Linked DNA regions of Mus musculus: regions 1, 2, 3 and 5 are each linked to region 4. Evidence: chromatin contacts called from public promoter capture Hi-C data. All regions are on one chromosome and are shown on one strand. Each heading gives the region's core, a stretch centred on a gene start, on an enhancer-like site or on the middle of the called end of the contact. The rest is flanking DNA. Distances are from core to core; before and after follow the strand shown. Region 1 holds the start of Fam20a (family with sequence similarity 20, member A). Region 2 holds the start of Itgb3 (integrin beta 3). Region 3 holds the start of Prkar1a (protein kinase, cAMP dependent regulatory, type I, alpha). Region 4 holds the start of Helz (helicase with zinc finger domain). Region 5 holds the start of Wipi1 (WD repeat domain, phosphoinositide interacting 1).

The links. Promoter capture Hi-C pulls out the DNA fragments that hold promoters and counts their contacts.
Region 1: a contact with region 4 is called in a promoter capture Hi-C map of hippocampal neurons, with 2.6 times the contacts expected there. The contact joins the promoter of Fam20a here to the promoter of Helz in region 4. A contact is called at or near these places in 2 of 39 promoter capture datasets (hippocampal neurons and liver).
Region 2: a contact with region 4 is called in a promoter capture Hi-C map of pre-B cells, with 2.0 times the contacts expected there. The contact joins the promoter of Itgb3 here to the promoter of Helz in region 4.
Region 3: a contact with region 4 is called in a promoter capture Hi-C map of liver, with 3 times the contacts expected there. The contact joins the promoter of Prkar1a here to the promoter of Helz in region 4. A contact is called at or near these places in 2 of 39 promoter capture datasets (the 3T3-L1 cell line and liver).
Region 5: a promoter capture Hi-C map of the HPC-7 cell line shows a contact between it and region 4, with 8 times the contacts expected there. The contact joins the promoter of Wipi1 here to the promoter of Helz in region 4. A contact is called at or near these places in 3 of 39 promoter capture datasets (the HPC-7 cell line, hippocampal neurons and liver) and 1 of 115 datasets of contacts at active chromatin or transcription factors (embryonic stem cells).

Annotation. Positions count from the first base shown.
Region 1 is chr11:109,720,810-109,723,538 of GRCm38.p6, forward strand. Fam20a (family with sequence similarity 20, member A) reads right to left here and starts at 1,429. Exons shown (of 11, transcript NM_153782.2): 1 at 503-1,429. The coding sequence starts at 906.
Region 2 is chr11:104,606,701-104,609,400 of GRCm38.p6, forward strand. It overlaps Itgb3 (integrin beta 3), which reads left to right and starts at 1,300. Exons shown (of 15, transcript NM_016780.2): 1 at 1,300-1,464. The coding sequence starts at 1,389.
Region 3 is chr11:109,649,694-109,652,393 of GRCm38.p6, forward strand. Prkar1a (protein kinase, cAMP dependent regulatory, type I, alpha) reads left to right here and starts at 1,256. Exons shown (of 11, transcript NM_001373913.1): 1 at 1,256-1,380.
Region 4 is chr11:107,546,507-107,549,206 of GRCm38.p6, forward strand. It overlaps Helz (helicase with zinc finger domain), which reads left to right and starts at 1,427. Exons shown (of 33, transcript NM_001368755.1): 1 at 1,427-1,475. Gm39426 (a long non-coding RNA gene) reads right to left here and starts at 1,488. Exons shown (of 3, transcript XR_003949607.1): 1 at 1,415-1,488; 2 at 276-517; 3 at 1-161.
Region 5 is chr11:109,610,109-109,612,967 of GRCm38.p6, forward strand. Wipi1 (WD repeat domain, phosphoinositide interacting 1) reads right to left here and starts at 1,281. Exons shown (of 13, transcript NM_145940.2): 1 at 1,125-1,281. The coding sequence starts at 1,204.

The sequences.
Region 1 (2,729 bases), core at 179-2,678, 2.2 Mb after region 4:
AGGGATTGGCCGTATCAGAGTTTGCTCCAGCTGACCTCTTTGGTCTCCAACCCTGAGCAGAGGGACAGGGACGGGGGGGGGGGGGGGGGGGGAAACTGGGTCTTTGGGATATGACAGTCAGATCTGACCAAAGAGCAGAGCTGAGTGTCGCCAGCCCTGCTCTCTGTTTGCAAAGTTCATTCTGGAAAACAGCAGGCCCAGAGCAGCTGTCCACAGCAGGACAGCGCGAAAGAGGCCCGAGAAAGCATTGGGACCAGGAAACTGACTGGCTAGAGAACCCAGGAACTCGAGGGGAGTGGCTGGGAGCATTTCTTTGCTGTTGCTCAGAAATCTAAGGCCTGCTACAGCTGGTGGGCGTCCAGATGGGGATCGAAGCCTAGTGCCAGGCTGTGACGGCAGAGTGAAGTTCCCACAGCCCAGGGTGGGAGTGGACATGGGTAGCCAGGACCTGGAGGGTCATGCTAGGGAGTCCGGTGCTGGGGTTCCTCGGAAGGGTTCTCACCTGTTCCAGCGGGCCACCTTCCTCCGGTAATACCGCAGCGCCTCCTGGCTGGCCAGGAGCCAGTCTTCGGGTCCCAGGAGAGGCGGATCCTCCAGGACTTGGTAGAGCGAGTGGGCGAAGAGGGCCTGCAGCTTAGAGCGCGGGGCAGGGTGGCCGCGGCTGGGATGCTCAACCCGGGGCAAAGCTCCTGAAAAGTTGTGCGAGGCTGTGCCAAGGTCTCGGGAGGCTGCGGCTGAGTGTAGAGACGCGGAGGGGGCGCGGCCAGAGCACGGGCAGGCGGCGGGGCGCTCGCCCGGCCGGAGCTGGCGCTGCACTTGCGGCCAGAGGTGGAAGTAGAGGTCGGCGGAGAAGAGCGCGCCCAGGAGCAGCAGGGCCAGCAGGCGGTCCCTGCGCAGCCCGGGCATGGCCCAAGCGGACACCCGGGAAACACTTGGGGTGCAGACGGAAGAAGCTCCTGGAGTCCGGAGGAGGCTGGAATGCTCACACAGGGGATTAGCTCTTCCTGGAAGGGTGTCTTCCCTGAACTTGGGGACCGCGTGCAGGAAGCTCACAGTGTTGACAGCGTCGTCTTTTCTTGCCCAGTAGAGAGGCAGGGTTGGGGTTCCCTGGCTACCCGGTTGTTATTTGAGTCTCTTTGCCCTGTGACCCCCTCTGCCAGGGACCGCTCAGGTGGGGAGGTCCCGTGGAGGAGTGCTGGCTCTGGTGGCCGTGTAGAGGGCGATCACTGGAGGGAGCGCAAAGGAGCTCTCGCCCCCTAGGAGGAGGCTGGAGAGACTGCGTAGCCCGGGGCGTCTCTTCCAAGGATGCTGTCTCTCCGCAGCTGCTGAGACAGATCCAGCGGCTCCTCCTGCAGGCGGCAGGGACTCCTGTGCCCCGGGCTGGCAGGAGCGGAGGGAACGCAGAGTTGACAAAGCAGGGGCGACTCAGGGCGAGCTTGTCTTTGCGCCTAGACTCCTAGAGGCAGAGGTAACGCGGAGCCTCCCCGCTGCCTGGATTGGCCTGGCGCCCGCACCTCCGCCCACTCTTAGCTGGCACCTGCCTCTGGCATAGCTTGCCAGCCAAACTCCCAATCCCTTTGCTGCCGGCTCTGCCCTTCCACCTTGTCATCAATCCTCTCCTCCGGCTCCTCCTCTTTGTCCCCACTTTCCTTGCTCAGGGCTCTTCATACACATCCTGGTGAGCCCAAGAGAGGTGGACTTGAGCCTTTCATTTCCATTTTTAGGGTTTTTTTTTTTGGGGGGGGACAATGCAAACCCTTAAAAGCCTTTCTTCTGTAAGCTTTGCCAGATGTGTGTCTGGGGGTTTGGATTTCATTTCTCAGCATACTCGCTGCAGGGCATAAACTGGATTCATAGCAACCAGCACATAGTAGGCACTTGCTCTGAAGATACTCACGTGGTGCACAAAAATAGCTTGCCCTTTAAAAAATAAGAGCCCCTCCCACTCCCCTTAACCTAGAACCTGGGTGATTTCCTGTTTGGATGGAGTTTGACTCCAAATCTTCCAGTACTTTGAAAAGAGGAAATGGCAGGGAGGGAGGGGCCCCAAATGACCCCACTCCGAACTCTTGAATGTAGCTTGGTGTGAAAGTAGTCCACCCAAATGAATCACTGGAGGACCCGCTTACTTAGGCTTTCTCCTGATATCCTGTGAGGTCATTTACACTTCTCCACCCCGTGTTCCTTCCTTCTGAGGATCAGGGGAGGGCAGCCCTGAAACCTTGGCTTTCTCTGTTTTATAATTTGGGAGCATAGTAAATGCGAGTCTGCCTGGAGAGGTGGCCCCACCCTGGAGAATGTTCAGGAAAAGACTGTTTCCCCCCAGCTGTTGCCTGCCTGGGCAACAAAGCGCCTATGTATGCTAATTTCATTGGTTAAGGATCTCCAGGTTCTTGCTGGAGTCTCCATTCTGAGACACTGTAGCTTGTGGGTTAACACTGGAGTTTTCCCGGCAGTTGGTCAACTATTTCTTGTGGCAGCTGCTGTCCTCTCATCTTTAGATAGAAGTGCGTGTGTGTGACCGTGTGTGTGTGTGTGTGTGTGTGTGTGTGTGTGTGCCCGTGTGTGTGTGTGCCCGTGTGTGTGCCCGTGTGTGCCCGTGTGTGTGCCCGTGTGTGTGCCCGTGTGTGTGCCCGTGTGTGTGTGTGTGTGTGTGTGCTTGGGGAGATCAGATGTCAACCTTGAGTGTTAGTCTTCAGGAGCCACTGATCCACACTGATGCTTTTAAG
Region 2 (2,700 bases), core at 50-2,549, 2.9 Mb before region 4:
CGGGGAAAATACAATTGTGTCCATGAATTTATACAGTTATAAAGTTCATATCTGTGACATGAAATGATATAATATCCTGTTGTGTGAGAAGTCTGAGGAAGAAGGGTACACCTCTGGAGAGGACAAGGCTGGAGGAGGAGGAACATCAGACAAGATGGCGTGGAAGACATGGCATTTGAGATGTTTTGAAAAGTAAGTGGGATTTTCCAAATGGAAAGAGGAAGGAAGGTCAGTCAGATGGAAAGGCATGGGACATTTAGGAGTGACAAAAATCTCTTGGGCTAAGGCTGGGTGATGGATCATGGCTGAGTTCTTTCCACACCCTTCCTCCAGAGTCTGCTCTAGCTCAGGCTGGCTTTGAACTCCCTATGTACTCAAGCACTACCTGGAACTTCTGGTCTTCCTGCCTCCTTAGGCTGGAATTGTAGGCATCACATCCTGTTTCACGTAGTGCTGGGGATGGAGCCCAGTGGTTGCTAGGCAAGTGCTCTGCCGATTGCACCACATCGCCTGCCCTAGTTTTATTTATTTATTTATTTATTTATTTATTTATTTATTTATTTATTTATTTATTTATTTTACAACACTACCCTTCTTGCGTAAGGATGCACAGGCCCAGTCACTTCTTATGACATCCTGATCAGCTTCAGCATTTTGCACCTTTTGCACGTCTAGGGGTTTCCCATCTGGGGAAGACTCAAGGAAACTAGTGCAGGGGATAGGAACAGCAGCAAGTGTTCTCTGAGGAAAATACTATAAAGCTAGTGAATTTGAGTTGGAAGGCAATATGGTGACTGTTCTAAAATGATTCTTAGACACCTGCTACGGGCAAGCAAGCATTTACAGACAGAGGCTCTACTCGGATCCGTCTTTCCTACCACAAGCTGCAGGTGTGGTATTGACAAGAGGCTGCATAGAAAGCATTTGACAGCTGCCTGCCCGTTGAGGAAAAGAATGAAACCAGGAGGAAAGCAAACTGAGCCCGGTGAAGTGAAATAGCAGTGTTGATGTCTCTGCGGAGGTGGGACTAGCAGAGTCCAGGAAGTGACCCAAAGCTTTTTTTTTCTTCTTTTTTTAAACCGAGCACCCAGGCGCAGACACCTGGGACCCAGATGCACACAGGACCCCGGGGGGCGCGGTCTCCTCTAGTGAACGCGGGCAGGTCCTCGTGGGCGGGGGGCTGGGGAAGATTGCAAAGTTTACCCATCACACTCAGCCTCAGGCAGGGTCCAGGCGTGAGCCGGAGGGAGGGAGCGCGAGCACTCCGCCCGCCCCGCTGTGTCCCACCCACCCCGTCCCCTCCCTTCTTCCCTCCCCTCCGCAGGAAAAGCAGCTGCGGGTGCCAGGCTCGCCGTGGCGCGCGCGCGGCGTGAAGGGCGGCGGACAGGATGCGAGCGCAGTGGCCGGGACAACTCTGGGCCGCTCTGCTGGCGCTGGGGGCGCTGGCGGGCGTTGTTGTTGGAGGTGAGCGAGTCGGGTGCGCGAAATGCCGTAGGACCCTGGGAACCCGGAGCTAGGACTGAGAAGCAGAGGTGCGGGGGGCGGATCCTTCTTCCCGTGGCCTCGAGGGCGCATCGCTGGTGGCGGAGATCCTGGCCTGGCCCGGGAAGCAGAGGAAAGATGGAGATCCGCTGGGCCGTCCCGGTGCGCTGGCAGAAGGATGCAGCTCACCTGCTTGGGTGGGTGTGTGCGCTCTGGGTTGCCCCTTTCTCTGGAGTGCGCAGGACAATCTTCTGGCCGCCCCACTCCTTAAGGAGGAGCAGGGATTCGGGCTCCGTCCCTTCTGGGGCCGACCTCTCACCCAACACTCCCTGACTGTGTGCTGGGAGTCAGCACAGAGGTCCTTGGGGCTGACTTTGTCTCTCCTGCGTGTGTCCCACAACATCAGCTGCCTGCATCGTCAGCTTTCAGGCCCACTAACGCTGCAGGGAAGGGGAGTCATCCAGTCCGCAGAGCCTAGGGGAGCGGGAGGGGGTGGTTGCTGGAGGTCAGCTGGAGCAAGTAAAACCCGCAGTTGTGTGTGTGTGTGTGTGTGCACATGTGTGTAATACAGTCTCATATATTTCAGGATACCTCACACTCTGTGTAGTCCAGGGTGACCTTGCACTTCAGATTCCCCTGTGCCTCTACTAAGGAGTGCTAGGACTATAGACATGCACCACCCCTCAGGGTTTATATGCTGCAGGGAGTCGAACCCAGGGTCTCCTCATGGCAGGCAAGCACTTTATTAATTGAGCTACATCTCCAGACCCAGATGGACTATTTGTTAAAGGTAAACTTTATTAAGTTGACTTTGAAGTTAAGTAATCTAAAAAAAGATTTTGGTGGCTGCCTTCCTGACCCTTGTACGGTGGTACAGATGAACATAGACATGGGACAGGGAAAGGGAAAGGGGTTTCAGTAGAGAACTGATATTTGTCTTTTGTGGCAGAAGCTTCCAAGCGAAAGATGAAAACTGTGGTCTTTAGCCTACATTGAACAAGCTTTGTCACCACAGAACAGGAACCAGGCTCTCTAGCATTCTGCCCTGGAGATATTAGAGTCTCTGTCAGCTGCTGGTAGCCGTTGATGGGGAATGGGGAAATCCTCCAGGAAAGCTGATGTTTCTAACAGATAGGCTAACTTTCGTGAATTTAAAACCTTTTAAACATTTCGACTTAATTTTTTAATTGGCATGTCATGACAGGCCCTGCTTCTGTA
Region 3 (2,700 bases), core at 6-2,505, 2.1 Mb after region 4:
ATCTTAACTGGGGATCACTGTGAAAATTATGCAGGAGATATTGTAACCTTTTTTGGTACTAAGTGTTAAATCCGTGATATTTTCTACGCACATTGCCCTAGCACATACACGATGAGGCTGTCAACACCTTGCAGCTACTCAGAACCACACACTGCAGGGGCCTATTTTATTTATGTATTTATTTAGGCCCACTTTATTTATTTAATTCATATGCCTAAAATTGTGTCCCTTGCTTTCATTTTCACATACTTAAGGGGAAAGTTGACTGAAGGAATAATGAAGTCGCCTTTTCTCTTGTTTTCTCATGCAGCTCAGATTTCTTGCTTGGTCAATGATTTGATCTGCCCATCTGTCTGTACTGCCCATGACGCAGTCTGGCATAATAGGAGGCTAGGGCATTATCAGGACTCCGGGCTCCTCTTGGAAGTCTCCCTACATCTGGTGCTTCTGTAGGCACGGTAGGGCCTCCATTGATGACAGCTCACTTGTGGAGACAGTAGTCAGATTAGCCAAGCAGAGGCTTGATAGGGGCTCAGATTTCCTGGACCGGATGACAGGCCCGAGTCCGGAACCCCGGGTATTGCGGGGGTCTACACAGGATGCGCGCTCTGTCCATCAGGAGCATCTCAGCATCCGCTTGCGCTCAGCTGTGGTAGATCCGCTAGGGCCTCCTCCTCTTCCAACAGCAGGGATCTCCTTGTCCGCCCAGCGTCCTGTAACCCCATCCCCCTCCCTGCCGTCCCATAGCACCCAGGGCGGAGTCGCCCACCTGTCACCGAATCGTCCCACGTGGGTCTGCGGTAGGAGGGTCGAAGGGAGGGAGAAAAGACAGAGGCGTGGAGGGAGGCAGACGCAAGAGCCACCGAGGAACCGAGGAGAGGCTGAGATCTCCGAACAGCTAAACAATCTAGAGGACCCCCCACCACACCTGGTAAGGAAGGGACAATAAAGGAGACAGAAACGGGTTAGCAGAAAGAGAAGGAAAAAGATGAGAGCGATGAAGGGGCTACGTATACGCGACAAGATAAAGATGGAGAGGTGCCCTGCAAGAGAACGGTTCTAGCTAGATGACGACGGGCTAAGGGTAGGGGGTGGGAGTAGCCGGTGGTGGGCTTGAGGGGGGTGGGGATGGGGTTGGAGGAGGATCCTAGGCGTCTGCGCCTTTAAGGTTGCCAAGGCAACCGCCCTGGCCAGAGCGAGGCGCATTGACGTCAGCAGCCGAACGCTGATTGGCCGCGGTCGGCTGGTTTCCGGTGGAGCCGTCGCCGAGCCGCTATCGCAGAGTGGTAGTGAGGCTGCGAGCTGAGCCCGCTGGACGCTCGGTCACCCCGGCCGCCTCGCCCTGCGTTAGCCCCTGCTCGTGCCGCCGCCCGCCCTCAGGTGAGTGCGGGCCCGAGGCCTGACCGGGGAGTCGCCGGCCGCGGCGCTCCGCTGCGCGTCCCTGAAGGCGCGGGAGCGAGCCAAGATGGCGCCCCGGGGAGCGCGCTGCGGGGGGACGGCCGCACCCCCTGCGCCTCCGAGGCGGCCTCGGGGCCTGTCGCAGGCCTCGCACTGTCCCCCGGGGTCCGCCCTTGCACCGTTCCCCGCGGGGCCGTAGGCCGCCCCTGCCCCCCGCCGTTCCGCCCCCGTCCTGAGTGTCTCCGGGTCCCCGGTCCTGCGCTGCCCTCGGCTCCCCGGCCGCCTCCGCCCCCGCGCGCCGCGGCCTCGGCGCCCGTCCTCCCTCCCCCACTTCCTGAAGGACAAGAGCTCGGTATTTTTTTTTTTTTTTTAAACCGGAATCCGCCATGGCTTTTCGGTCTTAGCCTCGCCACTCGGCTGTAGTCTTCATCTCTGCCCAGTCGTTTCTTCTGCCCTGGCTTCCCCCCTCCTCTTCGCGGGCTCGTCTCCCTCCACCCCTCCGCTCGGTGATTTCAGCCTAGCTCCATTTCCCTTTGTCCCCCTAACACTTCTCGTCCTTTCCAGCCCCCACCACCGCCCACCCCAGCCTCCCCAGGCCTCCCGCTCCGCTCCACTCCACGTCTGCGGCCTCCTGCCTGGTGGGGGATGAGGGGCCGTCTTGCTGCTCTCAGTGATCATGACCGTGGCCTAAGTGAAGTGAAGGGCACTTTCCTGCCCTCCCTCGTGAAAATACGCGGCGCCCGTTAACCCTTAACTCCAGCCCAGAGCGGGTGTGGGGACAGCCGATGACTTGAGGGAGCCAGGATAGATAGGTTTCTTGAGCAGAGAAATGAAGGCTCGCATTTAGATGATGACCCCCACCCCACCCCCCAGGCTGTGTTAGTGTTACTTGGCATCCTTTAGATGTGGGCCCTGTCAGCAACAGGCTCCCAAAGGCGGTTTAAATATGTCCTCCAGTATAGTCCTTCTGAAAGCAAGAGTGTCATCAGAACCGAATTTCCTCAAGAATCCCCCTTCTTACGAATACTCGATGCAGTGATGATGGTTTTAGTGTTTGTTTTGGAGAGAAGCTAAGTTGTGGGGTTTTTAAAAAGTAAATACAAACGTGGAACCAAGACATACCCGATTAAAAATCCTAAGGCCATAAAATTAGATTATTTGGCGTTTCACATGATGACTGGTGTTTGTATTTTCTTTACCAGTGCCTGCCTTTTGGTCTTTGTAATGCATACACCATTTTTCACTTATCAGCCCTAGTTGCGCCATCCTTCCCAGCCAGAGACAGGATCTAAGAGGGATTTC
Region 4 (2,700 bases), core at 177-2,676:
AGCTTTGGTATATTGGAGATTTATTTATTACTGGGGATTAAACCCTCGCTAAAGCTAAACAACAGGATCTACCCGGAAGTCTCGGAGCATTTTCTTTTGGACACAAATCTTGCTCCGGGGAGGCGAGCATCTAGAGGTCCTCAAACTCAGCAGTGCTGACACTGGAGGAAGAGAATGTATAGGGTGGGGGTGGGGAGTTAATGAACAGACCTACATTTCTGGCAGGACTAGGGCTGCAAGGAGCTGGTACTTCATGGAGCAAAAGGGGTGGTCACCTGAGCTAGGTGTTGCTCGCCTGAAGCAACGCGGGAGGGGCGGGGAAAGCGCTGGGCTTGTCTTGCAACCAGAAAGCAGATGCCCGCGGGATGCTCGCAAAGGTCTGTTGCCGGCGCACGGTCGCCTCCTACTTCCTGCGTCCTGGTCGCCTCCAAGCCACTCTGGACATCCCCCTCCTCTCTCTGCCCAGAGCCAGCGTGGCGCCCGCCCTCTACCTTGTCCCGCCGCCTGGGGTCGCCGCCTTGTGGGAACAGGACAGTTGAAACGCGGTAGGCACTACCCCCCAACCCACCCGGGGGACCCCCTCCCGGCCCAGGCGCGCATCCACGCCCCACCCGGACTCTGCAGCCGGGTTCTCTTGAGTTACCTGCATGGGGAAGTCACAGTCCACAATTTGGACTCTAACCCGGCTGAATTCTAAAGCCACATTCCTAGGGGAGGGGGTCCTCCGACCTAGAGGGTCGCAGATCACATTACCGGCCAAGAGGAGGGGACCGCGCGAGTAAACTGGGGTAAAAGTTGCATTTAGCTTAACCTTCCCAGATCCCAATTGCAGCTTTGCGGGCGGATTGACTCGGCGTTTCACCGAGTTCCTGGGATCCTAGGGCCCCAGAGTGGCTTCTTAGGATACCGACACTGTCCCCGCGCGCGAGTGCGACATGCCTGGCGGATGCCCCGGGGCGGGAAGCGCGAGCGGTAGCAAGGACCTGGAGCTGGGGGAACCGCTCGCAGGCGTGCGCATTCATGCGCTCATGCATCCCTGCATACATCTATGCATCCGCTAGCCGGCTCACACACCACCCGCGTCCGGGACACGCCGTGTTGATTGAATGCAGGAGTAGGGTATCTGGCTACTAGGGCAGGATCGCGGCGGGGCAGACAGCAGCTCGCGTAAGGAATGGGGGAGATAGGGACGGGGGTGGGGGGAAGAGAGAGCACCCCAAAGGCACAGTTGGAAAACTGGGTGTGTGAGTAGGGGTGTTCCTTGAGAAGTCTCGCAGGCGCTGAAGGGGGCCGGGCGGGCCTCTGGGGCCAACTTTCCGGAGGGAGGTGCAGCCGGAGGGGGCGGCGCCGGCGGCGGGAGGCGGGAGTCGGGGGCCGAGGGGGGGGGGGAGTCACTTTAAAGGCTCTTTCTTACCCATAATGCTTTGTGGGGACGTTGACAAGTGGATCCAAGATGGCGTAGAAAGTAATGACAGGTAAGTCCTGACTTCCCCGTTCTCCGCTGCCCGGGTCGCTTCAGGAGCCTCCAGAGCCATCCGGGGAGAGGCCCGGACTCTCCTCGGGTGCTCCGGGTCCGGGACAGCGCGGCCCCGGGGACAGCGGGGGATCCCGCCGGCCGCCGGCAGGGCCTGGGGAGCGGGGCTCTCTCAGAGGCGAGGCCCGGACGCTGGAGCTGTTTACTGTTTCTTCCCCTCCTCAATCTCCTTTTCCCTCCGCTGGGGGGCTGAGGTGCCAGGGACCCAGGCGGTGGCCCGAGGGTCCTTGCACACGCCCGAGGTTCGGGGGGACCCGGGAGCCCGCGCGAGGCTGCTCCGGCACGGGCCGACCCTGGGGTCCCCGCACGCCCCGCGCCCCAGGGTCGCGGCTTAGGGTGGGGAGCGGGCGGCCTCCCACGCCGCGCGCGGTGCAGCCCTCCGGGTTAGCATTTCCACCCAGGGTGGGGCGGCGACCCCAGGGCAGGGGACAGCACGAAAGTGGGTCAGGGGGCGCCCCTCCCCAGCAGAGGGCTCTGCTCAAGATTCACTGTGGTCCCCCTCTCCCCGCCCCCCTCCTGGGACATGCGTGGCCCGTGAGCACATCTACAAAAACAAATGCACAGTCTCTTCCTGGAGGTGTCTCCAAAGGCCCCTTTCTTTCCTTCTCTCTCTTTACCCTCAAGGGCTCGGACACATAGTCCTAAGTAGGAACTGTGATTTCTCTCCCCAAAATGAGTTGAGTCTTCTGCCCCCTGGCCTTTGCTGAGGGTCCTCACAGACAGGGCTGGAAGCCAGAGCCTTCAGATTCCTTTTGGGTTGGGAACCTTGTTTTTTTTTTTTTTTTTTTTTTTTTTTGTTGAGCTCCGAAATTGGCATCCTTTCTCCCTTGCAAAGTTACACTTTTTAGACAAGCCATTAGGATAATCAGAAGTGTAACTTCAGAGATAGTGGATGCCGGGAGCAGCCGGGGGAAGAGGGAGACGTTATCTGGCCTAGTTTGTTCTTGATTTTGCTCTCTTCACTCATATGAATAGCTTTTTTCCCCCCCTCCTTGATTTTTTTCTCCCTTCTTTTATTTTTGAAAGTAAGACTAATCAGTGTAGAATAGATGAGTTTATTATGTTTAAGGTTGAAGACTATTTTCTAATCTGTTGCTGAAAGAAAATATTTTCAATTTTAGGTAAAAGAAGCAAATTTTTTTCCCCTCCAAAGCTTCATCCTGTAT
Region 5 (2,859 bases), core at 31-2,530, 2.1 Mb after region 4:
TCGAATTACTGGATTATATGATTACACACACAGATTTTTCAAACAAAGACATATTGTTCAGAGCAGGGGTTTTTCAAACAGAAACACAAAGGGAATGAAAACCAGGGCTGCTTATGGCCTTAATTACACCAACGAATGAATGTTCAATATTAGCACAGTTCAGCTAGCAGCAGCCAAGGCACAAGCCTGAAGCTGAGCCCAAACCAGGAACAGAGCAGAAACTGGTACAGCCGGAAGTGGGACACTGGGAAGTGGTCATCCCTGCCCTGATGCTTCAGGGCTCCACATTCCAAAGAGATTAATCCATATGGTCCCCAGGCTGGCTTGCACAAAAACAGGGAAGAAAACAGTAGCTTGTGTCTTAAGATTCAATCCTGCAGATGCCTAGAACTCAGGCAAGCAATCCCTTGTTTATGGACCAAAGTCTAAACGTTGACCATCATAGTGAAACATTAAAAAGCCACTTAAAAGCAACAGGGTGGAGCGCCTGCTTCAGGGATGGGAAGCTGTCTGGGGCAGAGAAAGGGCTCCTGAGCTTCCAGGAGATTCCTGGGACTGGGTGGACAGCGAGTAAACACAGAAAGGCAAATAAAGAAAAGCTTCCTACGGCCAAAGAGACCAGCCAAGATGCCCAGTGCTGGGGCTGGTCGGGCCACAGGGATAGACTGACTGTTTGTCCGAGGCCCTGCCCAAATGCCACGTTGAGATACTCAAGGACAAATGGTAAAGTTTTTCTTCATCTTTCCGACTCTCTGCATCCTCCCTCTTGAGTCAAGTTGCACATTCCTCCCTTCCCTCACCTTTGTTTTGGTCCCTGATCTCCCTTTCGGTCACTAGGTGGCCCACACCAAGTCCCTCCCCCACATTCAAGGTCCCCCCTCCGCCCTCCTTGCTGACTTGTTTGGGTCACCCTAGCCGGCTCTTTCTGGCAGGCGCTGGCTGGCAGTCGTCTGGGTGGGCTCAAACCCCTACAGCCGAGCAACGCCGCGACACAGGCTGCCCTGCCGAGGTACCATCGGCGCGCAGGCCCCGGCTAGCCACCAGTTGCGTTACAGGACAACACCCTTTGGTGGCGACATTCTGTCCCCCACTTCCCTGGCCAGGGGGCTGGCGCCGTGGCTTACGTGCAGTCTTGGTTGAAAGAGAAGCAGCTGAGCGCCGCCTCCACTCGGCCCGGAGGGGCATCTGCGGCTTCGGCCTCCATCGGGGGCTCGACCCGAGAAGCCGCAGCTCTGAGCGGGGGACAGCCACCTCAGCAGCCCGCCCGCGCCGGCTCCGTGGGCCGGCTTGCCGCGTCGGTCCCGCCCCGGGCTCGCCTCCAGACAGACCCCGCCCACTCAGATACCACTTAGCTCCGCCCCTCCATCGTAAGACCCCGCCCTTACACGATTCCCATTTAGCTCCGCCCCACTCCAAACCCCCGCCCCTCCTTCAGAGAATCGGCTGGGTCCTAAAACAGCCAGGCCACGCCCCTGCCTCAAGTACCGCCCCTCTCGGCTCTAGCCCTGCCTGGGACCTTCAGGACCCGCCCTACACATTTCCCACTTAGCCTCGCCCTCTCCACTTCGGGCACCTAGCCCCACCCCCTCACAGCCCTAGCTCCGCCCTGAGCCAACCAGGCCCCGCCCCGAGCCTCCTTCTACCTAGCTTGGTAGCCCCGCCCCCTCTCCAGGCCGTCTCTGTCCCCACCCCGCCTCTTTATCACTGGGAACAGAACTGCTGACCGAACAGAGCCTTCCGCAGACAGCCAGGATTGGCCACCAACTCTTTTAGTCAATCAATAGGGCTAGTGGGCGGGACAGCTGTTGACGACCCGCCCCCTAGTCGGAGAAACCGTTTGCCATTGGCCGAAGGTGCGCGAGGCAAAGGCAGCAGGCCACGTGGTGGTGTTTTCATTGCCAGAGCGTCCAGAGGGTGAGGAGGAGGAGTGGAGCTTCAGGCTTCAAGCCTGCCTTAGCGTCGGAGACAACGCCAAGGAGGCGGGCGGACGCCTGCTTCCTTGCCCGCCCGCTAAGCTTACAGCAGTTGTAGTTGAAATCAGTAGACATCAAAGTCCAGCCGTTTTGGAGAGCCCTTAAGCTTCTCGGAAAAAGATCCCCAGCCGATTAAGAAGCCACATACAGCCCCACAGTTGAGAAAGAGCTCTTGCTAACCCCGACCCTTACATTAACAATATTACCTTGGTATGTTCCTACCCGATTTACTGAAAACCCGGTTAAAGCACTGGCTAGACTATATTATCTAAAACCAACAATACACAGCGGCATGTGAAAGGGTCTTCTTTCAGGACTTGTTATCATACAACTTTGCTCAGCAGTATTTGACCAGACATTCGATTTGTATAGAAAGGAGAGAAACTAGAATACTGTACAAGACAGTACAGCTTGAAGCTCATGTCGTTTGAGATGCATTCTGAAGCAAACTGGAGATTTGCTTCCCAAGCTTGTATACAATTGGTTGTGAGGTGCCTGGTGTGGGTTCTGGGGAACAGAATTCCGCTCATCAGTAAAAACACTGCTGAGCCATCTCTACAGCCTCTGAAATCTTCATCATCGCCATTATTATTACTATGATGATAATGGTGTCACAGTTCTGTAGATTGTGGCAATTCGGTTCATATCCAGCCACCTTGTTTATTATTTATTTATTTTGGATACATTGTCTCAAGCTATAGTCCACCGATCCTCAAGCACTTGGTAACTGATCCTCCTTCCTTGGCTTCCCAGGTCATAGGATCATGGGGTGAACCATCATACTCAGCCATGTTTCCCCAATTCCTGATGAAATGATACATAACATGTACGGATGTTTAGAATGGATGAACAAGAGAGCCTGTTTTGCATAAACTTTTCTTATTGG